Linked DNA regions of Mus musculus: region 2 is linked to region 1. A link is a contact called in public HiChIP or PLAC-seq data. All regions are on one chromosome and are shown on one strand. Each heading gives the region's core, a stretch centred on a gene start, on an enhancer-like site or on the middle of the called end of the contact. The rest is flanking DNA. Distances are from core to core; before and after follow the strand shown. Region 1 holds the start of Zbtb44 (zinc finger and BTB domain containing 44). Region 2 has its middle 5.0 kb from the start of Gm7244.

The links. HiChIP or PLAC-seq counts read pairs in DNA pulled down with a chosen protein or histone mark.
Region 2: a contact with region 1 is called in a FOXA1 HiChIP or PLAC-seq map of pancreatic cancer cells. The contact joins the enhancer-like site here to the promoter of Zbtb44 in region 1. A contact is called at or near these places in 3 of 39 promoter capture datasets (the HPC-7 cell line, embryonic stem cells and pre-B cells), 5 of 484 Hi-C or Micro-C datasets (B cells, CD4 T cells, CD8 T cells and 2 more), 4 of 115 datasets of contacts at active chromatin or transcription factors (embryonic stem cells, microglia and pancreatic cancer cells) and 1 of 9 other capture datasets (liver).

What each region holds. Positions count from the first base shown.
Region 1 is chr9:31,028,294-31,034,433 of GRCm38.p6, forward strand. It overlaps Zbtb44 (zinc finger and BTB domain containing 44), which reads left to right and starts at 2,351. Exons shown (of 6, transcript NM_001115130.1): 1 at 2,351-2,665.
Region 2 is chr9:31,263,315-31,269,454 of GRCm38.p6, forward strand. It overlaps a transcript of Gm7244 not described here. Among named protein-coding and RNA genes, the nearest start is that of Gm7244, 5.0 kb to the right of the region's middle. Within about 2 kb of position 2,982, at least 91 of the 459 cell types and tissues checked have an H3K27ac peak or open chromatin away from gene starts, as enhancers often do. A contact at or near this core is called in pancreatic cancer cells and pre-B cells, where this site is marked.

The DNA.
Region 1 (6,140 bases), core at 1,101-3,600:
TTCCCAAACAGCTCATGGATAAAACAATCATCCCTTCTGGAATTTGAATTCCTCAGAATCATCTACACTGGGTTAATAATTAAGAGTTCCTCATACTGTCTAGTTTGTTTGTTTCACCTGTGTACAGGATTCCGATTTCACAAAATCCTTCCAGCAGAATTATTCAACACGGTGTCAAAGAAAGGTCTACCTATTCTAGCAACCCAAGGGCAAGTCTCTGCTAGCTCGGGAAGAAAAAAGGTGGGAGGCTAAGAGGCCACAGAAAATGATCCTGCCCAAAACCAAAATACAGAGAAGGGTTCCAACAATGGCTAAGCTGCATTTTCTCTCCCACCCTCTCCAAGCATTTAGAACTTTGCCTTTAAGAGACCAGCAGCCACCTGTTGCTTAATAAATTCTTTAGACCTAGGGTGGGAATGGGCTGGGAGGATAGCATTTTTAGAGACAAAATGAGAAATAGACAGAGCTTAAGAGAAAGAAAAAGGAGAGGTGCTTGCACTCTCTCCCCCCCCCCCCCGCCAACCCCCCCCCCCCCGTGTGTGTGTGTGTGTGTGTGTGCACTCCTGAGTTCTGCCTGTCCTACGAACATTAACCGCCATTTCTGTCCCTTGAGTCACAATTAGAAATGCCCAAATGAATGCTCTCTTGGCTGTCCAATTAAATAGACTAAGACACAGGCTTTATTTGTCTACTTTATTCCCACTAGATTCTTCTCCCCTTGTTTTTCCATGACATATGTTTTCAGTACACACTCTACCAAGGGCCTTTTTAGCTCAGGCGCCTCCGTAGTTAGTAAGATTCTTCAAATCTCACTGTAAAGCCAGGCCCGATTTGTTTTCTGATGTTGCTCATCACTGAAATGGAATAATAAAAACTTGATAGAATAATATTAAGAAAGTTGTAGATTAGGTTGTCAAGGATTAAATACTTTCTAACTCTTGAAAATTTGTTGGAGCATAGACTTTGATTTTGTTGACATTATTTTGAAAAATTTCATCGCTTTGGGTGCTCTGGTAGAGGGTGGTTTAAGTCAGAGGCAGCCAAGTGTCTAATGCAGCTGGGAGATCAACCTACCTTGCACAAAGAAGTCTTTCGGTTTAAAAACTGGAGGTGTAGGTACATAGCATGCCCAGCACCCAAATTGCAGCGGTCTTGACTGGTATCCTGCCCTTCTCCTCTTCTGGGGCGCAATCCCACTTGCCTCCAGGAATACCCACTCCGCCCCCAGTGCCCCCAATCGCCAGGTCTGATTCCCTGAGGTCCGAGGTAGCCACACCTTAGGGTATTTTATCCTACAGGCAGACTTTACAGCGACCGAAACTCAGACAGTAACCCTCTAGAGAAGAACAGTCAATTTTCGGTGATCCACACATTCCCTTCCCCAAGGGCGAGACTGTGTACTAGAACGGGATTCACCGTAAGGGAAGGAATAGTTCACAGTTGCTTTAGGTTTTAGAAGCCAGTCTGTGTTGGGGAAAGAAAAAAGACATGGGAGCCAATTTTTTTTTCTGGTCTGCTCAGAACTGCACTTCCTGCCATGGTAATCAGAAAAATGCTATGGCAACCTCAAAGTACGACAAGGCTGCTAGACCTGTCAAGACGCTCGGTAGTAACCCTTGCGGGGGATCGCTGATCATCGGGGAGAAAGCAGGGGAGCTCGCCAGATTCTCAGAGGCCCTCGTGGCCACGCCCTAATAGGCCTCAGTTTCCACGTGTGAAAAATGGCCACACCACCCAGATTCCTTTCCCGACCGGGAAATGCTGGAGTGCTTTGCTGCTACAGAAACCACCCGGGGAAGAGAGTTTCTTTCGGTTTTTAGCTCCAAGAAAAGCAAATCATCCTAACGCTGGCTTCCTTCGGCGCAGGACCAGACCACAGCTACGGGACGACAACCCGACAGGCCTCATGGCGCTTATGCATACGAAGCTCACAGACAAGTGCACACAGACTGGGTCAAGGCCCGCTGTGCTTCAGCGTCTGGCTTGCACCACCGGCGAAGGACAGCTCGCACTACGCTTGCGCAATAGCCGCGCACCGCCTCCAGCGCGGCCCCGCCCCTCCCTCTCCCTAGGCCGGGCCGGCCGGCCGCGCGGAGCATTGTGGGACACAAACAAAGTGCCCCCAAACAGGCTGGAGTGAAACGAGCGGCTACGGCGGCGCCCGCCCGCCCGCACGCCCGCACGCGCGCTGCGGCGGCTCCCTCCCAGCCTCCCGTCCTCTCCCCTCAGTCCCTTTCCCCTTCCCCACCCCGCCCCGCCGCGGCCAGCGCGAGCGAGCCTTCGGCCGCCCTCGACCAACCGCCCCCAACGGCCGTCCGTGCGCAGCGGGCTGGGCCCCTCGCTCCTCCCCTCAGGCCCACGGGCGCCCGGCGCTCTCCTCGCGCCTCGCACTCTCGCACCTCGCGGCCACGCGGGTGAGTGGCGCCGCCATGCGCGCCCAGTCCCAGGCTGCACACTGGCCTAGGAGCGGCGGCCCGAGATAGGGTCCCCTGAGCCTCCCGGGGGAGGAGAGGAGCCAGTCGCGCGCTCCGCCCCCTCCCCCCGGGTTGCCGCCACCGCCGCTGCCTCCGCCACCGCCACAGCCACCGCCACCTCGCCGCCCCAGCCTGGCGGGGAAGAGGAGGAGCAGTTGCAGGCCTCCGGGCCTCGGCACCGCCGCCCGCAGGTAACGGGAGGGGAGGGCCAGTGGGGAGACGGCGGGCCGGCCTGGGGACTGACACCACTTGTCACCCACCTGGACGCGGGAGGGAGAGGAAACCTGGTTTGTCACCCTGATTCGTGCTGGGAGGCACCCACAGGGTCCCCCTCATTGGCGATTAATCCTTAGAGGGGGACTGGCCTTGGTCCCAGCGGACCTGAAGCCGTCACCCAGATCTTCCAGGGGAGCCTATCGGCCAGAAAATCCGCCCAATAACAAATGCTGTGCTGCCGGGCCATTTATTACCCGCTCACCTGGTCTACGCGCGAGCCCTAGACTTGTTTATTCCTTCCTCTCCCAGGCTGCCCTACTCGCCCGCGTCGGAACGGCACTTTTCTTAAAAAGAAATAGAGAATGCAAACACTTCTAACCCCCTCCCACCTACCTGAGGATCACTCTGTAGCTGGTCTTTTTACTGTCGGCCTAACAAAAAGCTAGGGGTTACCTGCAAGTGAAATGACAACTAAGTTACAACTGATTAAAGGAAATCGCATCAGTTTGGTTTTTGTAAACCTTAACCAGAATCTATTGAAAACCGCGATGTTTACGTACTTTCACGGAACTTACAGAAATTAAGACCAAAACTACTTTTTTAAGCATATAAGCATACTAATCTGTTGAATGTGTGTTTTCAGAAAAATTCTCAACTTCCGCTTATTAGCATTTTTTTGCAGAGATAAGTTAATACCCAAAGCGAACTATACCATATAATAGACAACAGAGGCTGGATAAAGATTTGATATTTCCTTTTGCCTTTTTGGTAATTCTTGATTTAAAAAGTACTACATAGATCTTGATTTTTTTGTTCCTATTTACTTTGATTTCCAGTTGATTTATAATATTCGTTTATGTCTTTGTAGTTCTCCCCATGGAATATAAAAAGGAGTGTTTTCTTAATCCATTTGTATTTTGTGATGATTTGTATTTATTAATTACAAAAACCAGGTTTACTTACTTTGTGCAACAATGCTTTGCTTTGTTAGAGCTATAGTCTTATTCTTAGAACCTGGTGATATAGTTACTTTTGAGTTTTATAGAATTGACAGAAACTTAGTAATATTAATTGTAACTTGCCCCAGGTTGCCCAATTGACAATTGAACCCAGAGACATTCCTGGGTAAGATGGCTTTTTCCGCTGTACTTCTCAGTAGTAATATAAATTTCTTTTATGGCCTGGAAGTTTTCAGTTTCACAGAAGTTGTCAGGGAAAATGCAGTGAACATAGATACCAGACTGGTGGTCAACCTTTTTCTCTGCATTGTTGCCAGTTTTTCTTGTGGTTGCTACTGTTGCTGTTGTTGAGACAGTCTGCCTCTTCCTCCTAAGTGCTGGTTGGGATTAGATTTTTTTTCCCCCACCATGTTTGATTTTGTTTGTTTGTTGTTTTGTTTTTTGAAACAGGATTTCTGTGTGTAGCCCTGGCTGGCCTGGAACTCACTCTGTAGACTGCCTAGCCTTAAACTCAAGTGATCACAACGCCTGCCTCTGCCTCCCAAACACTAGGCTTGCAATGTGGCCACCACCACCAGGCTCCATGTTTGATTCTTTTATTTCCTAAAAATACCAAGTCAAATTAACAATGTCCATTAAAATATGTGTATTCAGATTTACTCTGTTGTTCCTAAGTGTTTCCACAGCTGTAGTCAATCAAGGTTATAGTGTTGCATGTGGTGATTGCATATACTTAGTCATACCTTTTGTTAAAAAGGGTGGTACCCAGACCACTTTTCCATTTTCTGGGCACTTAACTGACCAATTGTTCTGTAGAATCTGGCTACATATTTGAACTTTGACCTTGTCTTTGAGTGTCAATTCACTTACTGTTCTTGTTAAGTAAAAGTTTGGTTCTAGACCTGTCCAACTGCTGGTCCATGGTTGTATCCAAAGGCAAGGATATCTGTGAATACATCCCAACACAAAGTTATAAACTGAAAATACTAGTTTGTGTGTGTGTGTGTGTGCACGCGCGCTTATAACTTCATGAATTGCACGATTTCTTTGAAAACTTTGTAGATAATGGTGATAGCATCTTGTCAAAAGATTGGGCATCCCTGGAACAAAGATTTCATTTGTTTAAGGGAAACCTTACTTGGCAAGAGTATTTAAATGGATGATACCCTGTATCTCATAATTGTATATATTAGGAGGTTTATAGTGTTGGGACACCACACAGTTGGTAATGTTAAATGTGACTGCGTGGTTAAAGTGGTAACTACAAGGTCTTTTATGAAGGTGTTGTTTGAGAGTTTGATTATATGTGGTCTTACAGTACTCTGATGAGAAGCAAGTAACTTCTGACTATACTTTGCTTAGTGATTTTTTAGCTCTTAATCAGTTACTTTATTGAAGTTCCCTGAAATATTTTTCTTTATTAGATATTATGATGATGATGTATCCTAAAGTTCTTCCTTTTCTTTTTTTCTTTTTCTTTTCTTTTTTTTTTACAGGATTTCTCTGTATAGCCCTGGCTGTCCTGGAACTCACTCTGTAGACCAGGTTGGCCTCGAACTCAGAAATCTGCCTCCCAAGTGCTGGGATTAAAGGCATGCACCACCACTGCTCGGCTCTAAAGTTCTTCCTAAAAATGCAGATTAAATGCTTGATCAGTTTAATACTGATTTTTTTTTCTTTTTTTTTTCCAAGACAGTGTTTCTCTGTATAGCCTTGGCTATCCTGGAACTCACTCTGTAGACCAGGCTGGCCTCGAACTCAGAAATCCGCCAGCCTCTGCCTCCCAAGTGCTGGGATCAAAGGTGTGTGCCACCACTGCATGGCTAATATTGATTTTTAAAGAGATGGGGAAATTGTTAAACAAGTTGATTTTTTTTTTTCATTTTAGGGGGATTGTGATAGCCATTATGAACATTAGATTTGGGGTGATAGTACTACTAGGGACTTTTAATTTATTCATTTTATAACCAAGTAGGCCCTTTTTGAGGGCCACATTGGTTCCCAGTTTGTAGATGAGAATCTTTTTTTATAGATTTTACTTATTTACTATATACATGTATATTTGAAGAGTACACTGTCGCTGTCTTCGGACACACCAGGAGAGGGCATCAAATCTCATTACAGATGATTGTGAACCACCATGTGGTTGCTGGGAACTGAGCGCAAGGCCTCTGGAAGAGCAGTCAGTGCTCTTAACCACTGAGCCATCTCTCCAGCCCAGTGGAAATCTTTTCAAACTGACTGAAATGTCTTTTGATACTTAGGCAGGTTGTCCACTATATCAGCACTTTCTGGTACAGGGTATCCTAGGATGCTTTTGCTGTGGAAAGGGCTGTTTATCTAGGGAGTCTTGGCTTATTTCCGTGAAAAATGCTTTATACAAACAAAGATCTGAAAGTTTGGCATAATCATGTCTACCCTTTTAAGTTCTATTTATTTATTTACTATATGTAAGTACTCTGTAGTTGTTTCAGACACATGAAGAGGGCGT
Region 2 (6,140 bases), core at 1,732-4,231, 240 kb after region 1:
CTCAGCTTGCTTGAGTCCTGGCTGCTCAGCTGCCTCAGTCTTCTGTGCAGCTCAGCATCTGAGGTGGACTCTCAGTCTGTATTGCTTATTCTCATAGGGAGGGGCCTAGTGAATCTGGTCAGTTTCAGGGACTTCCTGAAGCTATTTTGAGTTACTCATCTTCTCACTTAAGGAGTGTCCAGCAAGATGGAATGCTTCAGTCTCCTAAAAAGGAAAACACCGTGATAATGAGCAGTAGTACAGCAGATACATCATTTGTTTATGACCTTTAGGTGGAATAATCTTAAATTTTTAGCATTAATAAAGCAGTTGTGGAGGCCTGTCCCTGAAATGTTAGCATTCAGGAGGTGGAGGTAGGAACATCAGAAGTCCAAGGTCATCCTTTGCTACATCAACTTTGCTGTAGGGGAGGAAGAGATGGTTCAGTAGTTAAGAGCATCTAGAATTCTTGGAAAGAACCAGAGTTTGATACCCAGTACCCAGGTCAGGCAGCTCACGATCACTTGTAACTCTAGCTCCTGGGGATCCAACACCCTCTTTTGGAACTCCTTCTTTTGGACTTTAAGAGTATCTACACTCTCATATACACCTACATGGACACCATATATATGATTTTAAATAAACATATTTTTAAAGTATGAGGCAGTCTGGGCTTCATAAGACTCTGTTTTCCCATGCCCACAAATAGTATTAATAATGTTTGTTGTGAAAGCTTTTCTTTTCTAGTATCTATTTTCTGAAAAAAATTTTCCTTATTAAAAATACATAGGGGTAGAGAGCTTAGACATGAATAAAACCCTGGTTCGATTCCTAGCACCATACAAAAATCAGGGTTAGTGGCTCATATCTGTAATCCTAGCAATTGGACAGTGGAGGCAGGAGGATCAGTAGTTCAAAGTCATCTTCAACTACTTAGCAACTTTGAGGTCAGCCTGGTCTACTTGAGATGTCTCAAAGGAAAAAGGAAGGGAGGAAGGAAGGAAGGAAGGAAGGAAGGAAGGAAGGGAGGGAGGGAGGGAGGGAGGGAGGGAGGGAGAGAGGGAGGGAGCGGAGGGAGGGAGGGAGGGAGGAAGGAAAGAAGGAAGAAAGACTTCTATTATGTTATAAAATAGGAATTCCTGGTGAAACTTTTCCAAAGTATTTGTAAGGTTTTAGTGAGTGTATGTTCACTTGTGTCCAATGTGGTACATATTCTGAGTTGTCCCTAGATCACTAAAATCAGTTTTTTCTTTTGTTTTCAGTACTCAAACTCAAAGCAGTGCCTAAAAGAAGGTTTTTGCACACTCATAGTATGTGTTACATGTATGGTTTGTTCGTTTCAAGACAGGGTCTCACTATGAAGCTCTGGCTGTCCTGGAACGCCTTATACAAACCAGGTTTTCCTGGAACTCACAGAGATCCACCTGGCTTTTCCTCCGGAGGACTGGGATTAAAGGCGCGGAAGACCAGGACTTTAGAGTTGCTAGTATGGTTCTTGCATGCATAAGAAGCAACTCAACTAAACCAGGCCTGTTGGTGCATTCACGGAGTGCTTAGTGTCACACTGCCTCAGTATTTCCTCATGATCATACCACACTCATTACTATGTTTTGGTTTGATTTGGCTCATTTTGAGACAGGCTTTCTGCTAGCCCAGGCCTTCACTATGTTCCTGCCTATACTTGCCAAGTGCTGGGATTATAGGCCCAAGCTACCATACCCAAACCAAGACAAAATAAGACAAGTTTTATAGAGCATACCACAAGTATGAATTTAAAAGGGAGATCCAGTTTGGCGTTGAGTGAGTGATTTCTTGCCTTCCTTACACATGCAGGGTTTGTCTTCATTATGAAGTCTCTGGTGTGGCAGTGGTGGCGCACGCCTTTAATCCCAGCACTTGGGAGGCAAAGGCAGGCGGATTTCTGAGTTCAAGGCCAGCCTGGTCTACAGAGTGAGTTCCAGGACAGCCAGGGCTACACAGAGAAACCCTGTCTCTAAAAGCCAAAAAAAAAAGTCTCTGGTGTTTAATGTATGTGTACATATGTGTGTGTGTTCCTGATGATCGAGTAAGAGAGAAGCATGCTAGACAAGCACTCTACTGTTGAGTTATATCCCTAGTCCTACTCATGGCTTCTTTCTAAAAAGCCTTTTCATGCCTATGACATTCAAAATTCTCCCTGTGTGTAATAGCTGATTATCAGGGAAGTTTTTCTTTGGGCTGGAGATTACTGCATTTGCTACATATGTGGGGTTCCTTCCCAGTACAAAGGTTTTTATCTTTAATGAGGTATTGCTTCTAGCTAAGGAGGCTTGACAATGAAGTAGCTTTCCTGCCATCCTAAGACCTGTGAGTGTGCAGTATTCACTAGAGCTGGCATGCCTCCATGTTTATCATTTGTCCATGGATTCTTCTAATTTTGGAGACAGGGTCTCGCTGTGGAGCTCTGGCTGGTCTGAAACTCTCTATATACACCACATTGACCTAAAACTCACATAAATCCACCTGCTTCTGCCTCCTGAGTGCTGGGATTAGAGGTTCCCACCAATCATTCCCGGATTGTATGGATTCTTAAATATAGAATGGGTAATGGGATTCAAGATAATGTTCGGTGACCTGAGGAGGTAGACCAGATGTACAAATGGTTTTCTTGCACATGGGAGGTCCAAGTTTTAATTTTCAGCCAGTTAGAGGGAGGCAAGAAAATACATAGAGAGAATATCATTTGGGGGAAGGAAAAAATACTCAGTTATGTCCAGCCCACAGATGTTCTTTCTCTCCTACATACATTCCCCTCAAATCTAAGAGGTATTGCCTTGCCTAAGGGGTTTTCCACATTCACTGCATTCATGAATGTCTTTTCTGTATGAGGTTTCTAAACGCTGAGGGCTTTATTTGAGTTGGATGCTTTCCAGCATTTCTCACAGGCTAAGGCTTTGTCACAGGCAGCAGGAAATTCAGCAGGCTGTTGCCTGCTGGGTGCTTGAAGAATCCCCCTGGGGATGGGAAACTCTGTTCAAGTGTAGCTGAGTTCTGGGTGTCACAGAGAAGACTCCTGGGATGACTGAGAAGAAAGGAACCTTAGGGAGTTTTGGGGCTAAGCAGAAAGCAAGGTGCATTGGAAAGAGTCAAGTGGGGTGTTAGGAGAGAAACACACCAAAGGGTCTCAGCGTTAGCTGCTCGAGTGATCTGACGGCTTCAAAGCTACTTTATCTGAACCTAAGTTTCAGAGTTAGATGGAGTATGTACTGCCGAGTTCCTCTTTCTTATTCTCAGAGTTCTATTCTTGGAAGGGAGACTATTGGAGGTGGGAAGGATAGCAGAGCTATATCACCACAGCTATAACATCAAAGAAATCATAACCACCTATTAGTATGCCACAGGGAGGTTGCACTCACACAGTAGTTCATTAGCTGTATTTTAAAAAATCATTTATTTTTATGTTATGTGCTCTGTTTGTTGTTTTTGACTGCATGTGTGTCTGTGTGGGGCTGTTGGAACCCCTGGAACAGCTGTAAGCTGCCAAGGGGGTGCTGAACCTGGTTCCCCTGGAAGAACTGTTGTCACCCCCTGAGCCATTTCTCCAGCCTCTCATTAGCCATCTTTACCACTTACATTTCTGGTTATCTCTCAATAAGGGGAGTCAAGTTCTGCTGGTGGTCTGGCCAGCATTGAAGACGCCTGGGATAGGCTAGTCAGGGTGACAGACCAGAGCTAGGAAGGTTGAAGAGGCCCTTTTCCTTCTTATGTCCCCTCTATTTCTTAAGGATCTTTCTTGCCTCTGTTTCCCTTCTGGGTTGTTGATTCTCAGGAATCAATGACATATCTCTGATAAAGGCTTTTCCCACACAACCCACTTTCAAATGAGGTCACTACAAACAGAATGAACAGCTCTGAGGATTTATTGAAGAAACCTCCAAATTCAGTTTTTCCTGTCATACTTTAATATAATGGAGTAGACTTCTGGGACAAAATGTATAGGATCTTCAACATATATACCAAGCAAGCAAGCAAACAAGCAAGCAAGCAAGCAAGCAAGCAAGCAAGCAAGCAAGCAAGCAAGCAAGGAAGCAAGCATTTTTGAACCATAATCCTCAAATCCAGCCCATGTCATATGCTATTTTCCGAAAGACACCTCAGATCCCACAGACCGAGGGCTCACTCCTCTAGGCTGCTGCACACTGAAGATGCCAACCACAGCCCTGAGATGGTTTGCCTGCATTTCTGACAGCCGGTTCTAAGCTGGCATTCCCACAACTCCACCTTGGTTCTATTGTGTCACTACGGCAACTCACAGAACTTGCTGTGATACTACCGAGGATACTGGTTAGCTCCGGATGATGGGGAACAGCGGGTAAGGTGGGAGGATGGACCACCCTTCAAGAACTTCCACATGCTCACGTGTACTGGTTAAGCCAGATTCTGCTCCTTACGGCTTTAATGAAAGCTCTCCTTAAGGAGGCTTCGTTGACTAGGCCATTGCCTATTGGTGAAAAGCTTAACCTTTAGGGGATGGGATAGAAAGTCCCATCTCTCTAATCCTGTTTTGATTTTTCAGGTAACAGCCTCCATCTAAAGCTATCTAAGGGCTGCCATTGCCTGCACACAAAAACCTGCCAGAGTTGTTCATATACAGGAAGAAGACAGTTTCCCTCATACTGACATCTGAATCAAGGTCCAAAATTCTTTCCTACTGAATCCCACCCAAAAAGCTCTGTTGGTTTTGCTTTGTTTTAAGATCAACTTTAAATTTGATCCTAGACTCAGGCAATACTTTCATTTCCTAAAACAGAGCAAATCTTTCCCCACAGAGGTTTGTTTTGCAGTAAAGTGTTTGATGGGAAGTTCTTTTCCATTTCATGTGCTTCTTGTTTTTAAACTTTGACTCTGACAACGAGAGAGCCAACTTGACTGGAAATCTTCCTTGTGGCTTCTCTCTGGGGACTAATTTCTAAGGTTTCTTCTGGTCTTTTTAACTCTTCCCCCCTAACATCTATGACTGTGAATGAACACAATCCAGTTCTGTGATGTGCTAGTGTGACATAAATGTGTATCTGGCTTTTCCTGTTTCCTGCCACATTAGTCCTAAAGCCCTTCAAGTGTGTGGGGGAGATGGCAGATGTCTCAGATGCCAAGAAGATAAATGGAGGATTTAGTTGCTTCAGGATGGGGAATGGCCTCTAAGAAGACCAATACTACTGGGACTTTCAGGCCCACTTCCCACATCTGAAGTAATGAGAGGGACTAAACCACTCACTAAAGATTAAATTGACCACCAATGGCCAATGACATAGTCATTAATCAACCCTGCCTACACCATGAAACCTCCACAAAACCCCTAAGGGAGCCAGTTCAGGGGTTTTGGTTTTCTGAATGTATGGAGGTTACTGGGGTGTGGTTCAAAAGCAGGTGAGCAGGTCCCAGTCTTTACGCACGTCCTTTGTCTATGCATCTATTCTCTGTGTGTGTCTGTCACTTGCAATCTTCTTTATGATCATCTAGTAGGTTTTGTTGTTATTGTCTGATGTAGGGTCTCTCACTGTGGCTCTGGCTGGCCTAGATCTCACAGTGAACCTCCTACTGCTAAGCTAGTAATTGTTAACCCTCCTGAGTTCTATGAACCATTTTAGCAAGTGGAAGCCAATGATGATTTATTGGGAACCCCGAATGGTGTCTGAAGTGGGAGACATCTTAGGGACTGAGCCTTTAGCCTGTGGGTTAGCCGGGTAGATTATGCCAGAACTGAATTGGAGGGTCCCCATCTGGTATCTACTGAAAATGTTCTGGGTATGTGCTGGGGTCTCAGAAGCCTTTGTACTGAGGGTATGGAAGCAGGAAAGACACTTTGGCTATTCCTAGCTCTTACAGTGACTTTAAAAATCTAGGTATCTGGGCACAAACAAAAGCAAACATCTCATAATAGCAGGGGGTTTTTTGGTCTGTTTTGTTTTGTTTTTGGCAGTCTTTTCTGTTCTTGAGAATGGTGATTTTAGGGCTGGAGAGATAGCTAGCTGGTAACATGCTTGCTTTGCAATCATGGGGACTTGAATTCAATCCCTAGAACACCCCCCCCCCCCACACACACACACACAAAAGCCAAAGGGGGCCCTACAGAGACAGCTCAGTAGTTAAGAGCCCTGACTGCTCTTCCAGAGGATCTGGGT